Linked DNA regions of Mus musculus: region 2 is linked to region 1. Evidence: chromatin contacts called from public Hi-C data. All regions are on one chromosome and are shown on one strand. The core of a region is the stretch at or near the end of the contact, and the rest is flanking DNA. Distances in the headings are between cores, read along the strand shown.

Region 1 (4,720 bases), core at 1,177-3,676:
ATTAATATCTACAGAGATAGCAGGTATGCCTTTGCCACAGCCCAACTTTATGCGGCTATATACCAAGAGAGAGGACTGCTCACATCAGAGGGAAAATAAAAAAGGAAGGAAATCTTGGATCTCTTGGATGTCCTGATGAAGCTGGTAACTATGAGTATTATTCATTGCCTAAGACATCAGAAGGGAAGAAACACTGTGGCCCAGGTCAATAACCAGGAAGGTCATGTAGCTAGAGAAGTGGCTATGCAGGAACCTATCCTGGTTATGGGCCTGCAAGAGACACCCTTTGGAGAATGGGGCTGGACTAAGGATGGCCTCACTTAGAATATACAGAAAAAGAAAGGATTCAGGTTGCTAGCCACCCTACCAAATATTACCTAGAAAAGGAAGGACAATGATGCACACAAGAATGGAGAACTATGCTCCCCAGAAAGCAAGCAAAAGACTTACTAGGCCAAATGCACAGATAGACTCATTTAGGGGATTAAAAAGCTTGTCCAAGCAGCTAAGAGATCTAAAGTATATATAGTGCACCTCAGGCTTTGGGCCCAAGAGATAGCAGAACAGTGTAAGGTATGCCAGCAAGTGAATGCTTATGCAGCCAAAAGTAAACAGGGCAAAAGACCTAGTGGAGAACACCCTGGAGTATATTGGGAGGTCAATTTTACAGAAGTTATGCCAGGAAAATATGGTTACAGATACCTTCTAGTGTCTGTGGATACTTTCTCTGAGTGGGTTGAGGCTTTCTCCACCAAGCAGGAAACAGCTGCTGTGGTAGCCAAGAAGATATTGGAGGAAACTTTCCCCAGGTTTGGATTGTTCAAGGTAATTGGATGGAACAGCAATCCTGCTTTTGTTTCTAAGGTAAGTCAGGAATTGGCAGGGATATTGGGAACTAATTGGAGGCTCCATTGTGTGTACCATCCCCAGAGATCACGGCAGGTAAAGAGAATGAACAGAACCCTAAAAGATTTCTTAACTCTATTGTCCTAGGAGACTGGTGCTGACTGGATTGTGTTCCTTCCTCTGGCCCTATTGGGAACCCAGAACACTCCCTACCATTTTAACATGACCCCTTTTGAGATCATGTATGGGACCCCCCACTACCTTGACCCCAGCTCTTGTCCCCCCATCCCAAGAGTGACTTTTCAGGCTAACAAGGATCTTATGTCTTGATTGCAAGATTTTCAGATCACCCACCAGGAACTGTGGCCTAAATTTAGTGCCCTGTATAACACAGATATCCCAGAAGTTCCAAATGAGTACCAAGTTGGAGATTGGGTATATGTGAAGAAGCATCATGCTGAAAACTTGGTAGCAAAGTGGAAAGGGCCATTCCTGGTGTTGTTGACCACGCTGACCTCCGCTGAAGTGGATGGAGTGACTGCTGGGGTGCATGTAACTCATATCAGACCAGCACCTTCACCTGAAGCCAAATGGATAGCAGCCAGACACCAAGCAACTCCCTCAAGCTCAAGATCACGTACCCTTCTGCAAGGCCAGAAAAACCATGAGAAAACTATGGTGTATCTTCCTTCTGGCACTGAGCCTCAGTAACCCCTACAATCCTACCAAAGTGACTTTGTAAGTACTGGGGATGTAGCTTAATCCACTATGAGGAATACCTGCCTTATATCTGGTGGCCCAAACCTATGTTTGATCTCTGTAAGTCAGTGGTGGGCCTTGACTCCTGGAATATCTCTCCCCTAGAGACACAGGGAGGAATTACCTGAATATTGGGGATGAGCAACTTGTAAGTCTAAACCATGTCCCAGAAGCAGCCTTAGAGGGTGGGGCTTAGAGTGAGGACACCGGAAGTTGAGCAATGTCTTGTGAGGAGTCCCCATATCTGTGTGTACCCAGACGGGAGAAGCCAGCAGTAGGCCCATCAGTGACGTAGAGAGGGGGAAAACCACTTTTTCTCTGCTACCTGGTGGTGTAAAACATCAGGAAGCACACACTGGAGACCATTTTGTGGGTAGTTAAAGATTCAATGGCCAAAATGAGAGAAGGGATAGCCAAGAAGAAGAAAGAAAGAGAACAGATTCAGGACTGGTTCAGACTCTCAGTTTAACTCCTTCCCTTGGTTAACCACCCTCATATTCACCTTGTTAGGGCCCCTAATTGTTCTGCTGTTGTTGACCTTTGAACCCTGCATATTGAACAAGCTTTATTAAAAAGAGAATAGGAGCAGTGCAACTGATGGTCCTGCGCCAACAATATTAGACCTTGAGGACAGGACCTGCAGGATATGAGTTAGTTACCCAAGTTAGTTGCCCTGAGTATAGCTCCAGAATTGGAGATTGTACAAGGAAAAGGGAGGGGGAAATGAGGGACCCTAGGGGCTTTTTCCAGTCCTGCACTCTCCTTACAGCTTCTTCCTCCCACCTGGGATCAAGGCTAGGCCACGTCCCATTCCCCAGCCACAGGAACACTCTTGATCAAAAATTTCTCAGAATGTACTGACTGATAGTTACCTGACCCTCTGGAAAGTTCCAGGTAAAGTTCAAATGAGTGTCATAATTGCTAGCCAATAGATTTAAAGGTCAATATGCTTAGCAAATAAGGTTGAACTGTAACCTTGCTGATGTAACCTGTGCCCCTAAAAAGTATAAAAACTGCTTGTAATAACCATTTGGGTTCACTTGCATTGAGAGACTAATTGAGTGTTGACTCCATCGTGCTAGAAAATAAACCTTTTGCTTTTGAAAATAAAAATAAAAAACAAAAACAAACAAACACCCCAATGCACCCAGTTGGCCAGTAGCACTGTTTGCATCTACAACAGCAGAAACAAAAGGTGTTTTCTCAAAACTTGGAGAGTGTTTGAAATCAGGAGAAAGAAATATAATATCATGGAGACCAGAGCTTACTTTATTGTGTGCTCTTTAGAGATGTGCTCTCTAGAATTGCCAAGGAAGAAAAGGCAAGGGGAAAGTGGGAAAAAAGAAGAAAGGAATGAAAGAAGAAAAGAAGAGAAAGAATAAAATAAAGGCAAAGAAGGTCAGGATGTAGATAGTGAGTAATATTTCTTACATAATACAAATATGGAATGACACAGACTTTCTCACCAAGCATGCTAGATTGGCTGGCCAGTGAATGCCAGGAACTGGCCTGTCTCTATCGCCTCATTTCTAGGATCATAGAGGCAAACCTCTTCTACACTCTTTTGTTTTGGTGTGGGATCTGAGACCCAAATCCAGGACCTAATGCTTGCAAGGGAAGCACTTAATAGGCTGAACTCCCTTCTCACACCCCTCAGTTATTATTTCATCATGCCCTTTATTTAATATTCTAAAAATGACTAGTGCTTCTCACATCTAAGTTTCTGGTATGAGCCATCCATACTTATCAGTCAGAGAGAACACACTCACTCTGAAGTACTCTATCAATATGGGACAAAACAAACCAAATTCGATTAATACCTGATTTTCTAGGCTTTTAGTTCCACATAAATTGTTTGCACTGGCATGTGATGAGGTAACTGAAATTAAGGAACTAAATAATTTCCTAGGCAAATGTAATAATATTTCTATGAGCACTCAACTTTTATTCTCTTTGTGTTTGCTTTATGTCAAAGGAGGTTAGAGCTAATTCACTAGTACCATGGCTAAGTAAAACTATGATCTTGCCTAAGTATAGCCACTACCCTTTCTTACATACTTGTTAGCTTCTGCCTATTGATGGACTTTTAGTTGATCTATGTCACTAATTCCTATTGTTCAGGGAACCTTAGGTTTCAATAACACAGATTGATACTTTCCACTCCTGTAATGGACATATTAACATTTGAATTCTTCTCATTGTGCTTAAGCCTTACGTAACCTGAGTCAAAGAGGGGTTTGGATGTATCTTCTTAGACAATACATGTCTTTTCTGATGGCAGATATGAAATGGGTATATAACCTGCTATCTAGATATTCGTCTTTACCACTTTTAATGTTGAAGAAATCATAAAGTATCAGAGGTTATTTAGAAATTACACATTGAAGAATTACATGTAAAAGGGAACACTGAATAACATGAAGAATCTATTGCTTAGTGCCTGAATCTTCCTAATGGCATTGCTTGATTTGACGGTGTTTTAGTTCATACATTTTTTTTAGCTGATAATATCCTTCCAATAATTTCTATGCTGCTTAAATCTGAACCATTAGAATCTGGTCTCTCTGCATATTTCTAGAATGATCTCTAATTATACTCTGCATCTTATATAGGAGCATCTTTTAGTAACTGCTTGCCAGGATCCTACAACATTCTAGGTTAGGAAATCTGTACTCTTTTCTTTGTCTAAGCTTCTCCTGACCTGTTGTCCACTTCTTAGCTTGCTATATGAATCCAACCATATCTATTTGCGGTCCTTTTTCCTTCAGTTATAGAAAGACAAGACAGCATAATGGAAGATAGCCATTGAATTGAACCCATTCACTTCTCTCTTGTCCTAGATTTTGATTCTAGAATTCATCTTTATTTCAGAAGAACATTTTAATTTATTTCATGTGGAATAATTAAGAAGCTAGGAAAAACTGTGCATTAAACAAATTGGTACTGTTCCCTGATCTTCTAGGGTTATTGTAAGGAAATAATTCCTTTTGTTGTAACACTAATGAACAAAATCAGGGCTTTATATACAGTAGGTAAACACACTATCACTGTGTTATAGCTCCACTTAAGGAAGAATTTGTGAAATAATAGTATTATAGGTACTAAGATTTTATTT
Region 2 (4,720 bases), core at 684-3,183, 61 kb after region 1:
TACAAAATCATCAGGTATGAAGACTGGGGACGTTAACAGGAAGGTAACAGGGCCATTTCGCAACTGCAGCACCTTTGCACTTGGGCTTGGTCTCCTTTATCATCACTGTGTTCTTGGGTACAACCACGACTCACAGTACCAGTGTGCTCATTCTGTCTCTGTTCCCATAAGGATCTGCTGGGTGGTGGGGAGTAATTTCCTTCCCAGTGTCTGAGCAAGGGGCTCATGATTTTCCTCTAAGGTTTTTTTCCATTGTTTGTTTGTTTTTCCTGTACGTTTAGTTTCTCTGTGTGTCTCTGTCTCTGTATCAGGCTCTGTGTCTCTGTGTCTCCGTGTCTGTGTCTCCTCTCTCTCTCTCTCTCTCTGCCTCTCTCTCTCTCTCTCTCTCTCTCTCTCTCTGTGTGTGTGTGTGTGTGTGTGTGTGTGTGTGTGTGCGTGTGTGTGTGTACATGCACATATGCTCATGTGCCACAGTGACACAATATGGGTGCACAGGTATCAGGAAAGTGGGAGTCAGTTCTTTCCTTCCACCATGTAAGTAATGGGATCAAGCTCAAGTCCTCAGGCTTGGCGGTAAGTGCCTAATGCCTTTAGTGGCTGAGACAGATCACCAACTCCTTGAGTGTTTTTAAGGGAACAAAGTCATTTAATATATGAAACTAGAATGAAATGGCTATAGAATATAATCGAAGGTATTCTATCCTCGTACTTTTTTTTTACAAGAAAAAATGTATTTGTTAATATGGCACATAAAATACATTAATCAGTAGATTGTCAAGAAGGGCTTGGTTCCATTCTTGGGTGGGTCTGTTTAATCATGTCTTCAGGTAGGAAACAATCCATTTAGTTTACAATTAAACACTTTTTTTTTATATATTGCCCACATTTTTTATGCATTTGGAACCCTAGACTAAGATTTACAAAAAATAAAATAATTACATTGGTCTCTGTCTAAATTTGAAAGGTATCTACTAGAGGAACAGGCATTTTAAGAAATAAGATTCACAATAAAGCCAAACTGTAAAGTTATCCCTCAACAAATGAACCCTCTTTCTTTATAAAGCTGTGTTTAATATTCAGCTTGATTCAGAATCATTTTCACTGTAGTCTCTATTATTTAAATGTATGTAAATGGTAACTGGAGGTTGGAGGGAGGGCGCTTGTTCTTTCCAGCAAGTGTTAGCAGTCAAGTTGGACTGATGATGTGTGCTGCGTTAACTAAGCAGTTAGACCAGGTTCTTATGTACATTCTCACAATAATGTTACCAGTGATGCCGGTGTATTAGCATTTTTCTAAGTAGTGCAAAAAATAGTATTTGGATAAAGCAAACAACAATAAAAACAAACAGACATGAAGGGCAGAAAGCGACTTGCCCATGCCGCTTACCACCCTCACTCATTCAGAGCTGGCACCCTCTGGGATCAGCAGGTTCCTACACGCGTTGGGCAAAGCAAGGCGCTGTGCAGGGCCAGGGCGTGCCCACCTGCAAACCGCTGGTTGTCTGGAGCCTGCAAACACCTTGCGAGTTCCGGGGAGGCTCCGGAGATGTCTGTCTCAGACTGCTCAGCTCAAAGCTTTAGACACAACGCTGCCAGCGTCCAGAAGGTTTTCAGCGTGTCAGCAACTTCACTTTACAGAGCTAGCTGGTGGAGGACCGAGGAAACCCCTCCAGCCATACGCTGGCCAGAAGCCACCGCTGCCCTAGAGCACCTTTTGTTCTGACCACTGATTCGAGTGGTGGCGGCCTTGCCAGGCGTGCAGGGGCACCGCGATCTCTGCTTCCAGAGGCCACCTCCCGCCCTGGGCGCCCAGCCCTGAGCCGGCGGCCCGGAGCTTGCACGGCGGAGACACGCCCCTTGCCTCCCCGCGGAGCACAGACTCGCCCGGGCTCCTAGGCTCCGCCCACCCCGCTGGGAGCCTGGCTTTCTCTCCTGCCCCCTGCACTCGAGACCCAGCCGAGCGCGGAGACGAGCTGCAGCCTTCATGGACTGTGAGCGGGGTACAGGGTAGGTAGTACGCCAGGGTCCGAGGCCACGCGCTCTCCAAAAGACCTCCAAGGTTGAGCGCGGGCTCAGAATGTGGCCGGAAGAAGAGTCGCGGCGTCCCTGGTGAAGGTCCCGGGTTGCAAGGTAGGGAGTAGGCAGATGGCCAGGCAAAGTTGATCAGAGAGGAGGTGGTTGGCCTGCGCCTTCGGGCCGCTGGGAACAGCCGAACTACTTGGACTTGACCCGCCGCGCCCCAGGCGCTCTGAGCAGCGCCTATCAGTCGCCCTGCGCGGGAGCGCACTTGCAAACTTGGTGGAGGTGCCCTGCGCGTCCTGTTGTGTAACCTCCGCGCCGCCAGCTGGACCGGGAAGTTGCCCGCACGTCCTTCAGCTTAGATCGGTCGCAGCTCCGGGCGAATTTCATGGCCCGCGACAAAAGCGCGGCCAGAGCCGGCGTGGGCGAGCCCCTGCGCGCTCCGACCCGTGGGGAACTCCCGCGCGCGGTCCCTGGCCTGCGCCTCCGATGCGCGCTGAGTCTCTCGCCGCTGCTGCCCGCTCGCCGCGGTCTGCCCTTTCTAGTAGCTGCCTGAGTTGGAAAGAAGAGGATGACCGAGGTGCCTTGGTCGGTTGTCCCCAACGGGACGGATGCTGCCTTTCTGGCGGGCCTGGGCTCGCTTTGGGGAAACAGTACTGTCGCCTCAACTGCAGCAGTTTCCTCTTCATTCCAATGTGCCCTGACCAAGACCGGTTTCCAGTTCTACTACCTGCCGGCTGTCTACATTTTAGTGTTCATCATAGGCTTCCTAGGCAACAGCGTGGCTATCTGGATGTTCGTTTTCCACATGAAGCCTTGGAGCGGCATCTCCGTGTACATGTTCAATTTGGCTCTGGCTGACTTTTTATACGTGCTCACCCTACCAGCCCTCATCTTCTACTACTTCAACAAGACTGACTGGATCTTCGGGGATGCTATGTGCAAGCTGCAGAGATTCATCTTCCACGTAAATCTCTACGGTAGCATCTTGTTCCTCACCTGCATCAGCGCACACAGGTACAGTGGCGTGGTGTACCCTCTCAAGTCTCTGGGCAGGCTCAAGAAGAAGAATGCCATTTATGTCAGCGTGCTGGTGTGGCTCATTGTGGTGGTGGCCATCTCCCCTATTCTCTTCTACTCTGGCACTGGGACTCGGAAAAACAAAACTGTCACCTGCTATGACACCACGTCCAATGATTACCTGCGAAGTTATTTCATCTACAGTATGTGCACGACTGTGGCCATGTTCTGCATCCCTTTGGTGCTGATCTTGGGCTGTTATGGATTAATTGTTAAAGCTTTGATTTACAATGACCTGGACAACTCTCCGCTCCGGAGGAAATCCATTTACCTGGTGATAATTGTCCTGACGGTGTTTGCTGTGTCTTATATCCCTTTCCATGTGATGAAAACGATGAATTTGCGAGCACGGTTGGATTTCCAGACCCCAGAAATGTGTGATTTCAACGACAGGGTTTATGCCACTTATCAGGTAACAAGAGGTCTAGCAAGTCTCAACAGCTGTGTGGACCCCATTCTTTATTTCTTGGCTGGAGATACATTCAGAAGGAGACTGTCCCGAGCCACCAGGAAAGCTTCCAGGAGGAGTGAGGCCAATTTACAATCCAAGAGTGAAGAAATGACTCTCAATATTTTATCTGAGTTCAAGCAGAATGGAGACACGAGTTTGTGAAGGCACGAGATCCTAGCTCCTGAGTTTTGTAACATGGTAGGATGCTCATAGAACAAGATGCTTTTCTTCCTAAGTTCCTAGTAATGTAAGAGAATTCTCCAAAGAAGAAAGTCGTGAGTCTAAAAATTAAGAAGCATCAATTTGATGCACATATCCACATTTATTGTTCTTTCCTGTAATCTCCTTTCTTACTGAATAGAAGTATGTGTAATAAACACTTCCCCTTCCTCCTTTTCAATTCACAGGCTTTTTTTCTGTTGAGAGAGAGAGAGAGAGAGAGACAGAGAGAGAGAGAGAGAAAGAGAATGTGTAACAGAGCAATTTTGATATTAAAAATGTCTCCAAGAAAACTGGCCACCTGGAACTTGAACCTGTGATTTGTTCAGCCTGTGTTGCTTTGAATAGCTCTTGGCATAAACAAAATAAAATCTATCCTTTAAACAATTTGGCATAGTATAATGAAATACTGGTTAGTCCATTGAATAGTGAGCAGATAGATGCCTTGATGTTCATGTCTTTCAGTTCCTCAGAAGCATACATGGTCGCTGATGTTATCTGGGGAATTGAATAGAAAAATAAAATCAATGAACTTTTCTGTGAGTAAAAAGGAGCATTTCCGGTTATTTCTGGAAAACTGATTAATAAACATCACTTCTTAAATGTTTGGTGGTGGGAGGCTGCAGATATCATATTATTGCCAAGATACGCTTAAAATAATTGAACTGCATGTGTTTTTCTTATAAATACTGTGGACTCCTAGGCTTCCTGGGATAAATAGTTCTCCCTTGCACCACTGCTGTGCAGTGTCTTAGGACTCTGTGTTCCAAGACAAGGGCTCCCTCACATCTGTGAAAACAATTTTGAGAAATCCCAGTTAAATTTTAGACTAAAGGGTGAAGGCAGCCCTTAAGGTGGAGCCCTTAGCAGATTGTGGGGTAGTGGGCGGGACTGTCGATGTTTCAGAAGGCCATGCTTGACAAGGGGCTCTCTGCAGCTGGAGGTGAGGAG

The links. A called contact is a pair of places that touch in the nucleus more often than the background predicts.
Region 2: a contact with region 1 is called in a Hi-C map of liver, with 4 times the contacts expected there. The contact joins the promoter of P2ry1 here to the enhancer-like site in region 1. A contact is called at or near these places in 3 of 39 promoter capture datasets (embryonic stem cells and liver), 6 of 484 Hi-C or Micro-C datasets (liver and peritoneal macrophages), 3 of 115 datasets of contacts at active chromatin or transcription factors (embryonic stem cells and pancreatic cancer cells) and 2 of 9 other capture datasets (liver and pancreatic islet).

Annotation. Positions count from the first base shown.
Region 1 is chr3:60,939,150-60,943,869 of GRCm38.p6, forward strand. No RefSeq gene overlaps it. Among named protein-coding and RNA genes, the nearest start is that of P2ry1, 61 kb to the right of the region's middle. Within about 2 kb of position 2,427, at least 2 of the 459 cell types and tissues checked have an H3K27ac peak or open chromatin away from gene starts, as enhancers often do. A contact at or near this core is called in liver, where this site is marked.
Region 2 is chr3:61,000,852-61,005,571 of GRCm38.p6, forward strand. It overlaps P2ry1 (purinergic receptor P2Y, G-protein coupled 1), which reads left to right and starts at 1,934. Exons shown (of 2, transcript NM_008772.5): 1 at 1,934-3,748. The coding sequence starts at 2,591. The coding sequence ends at 3,712.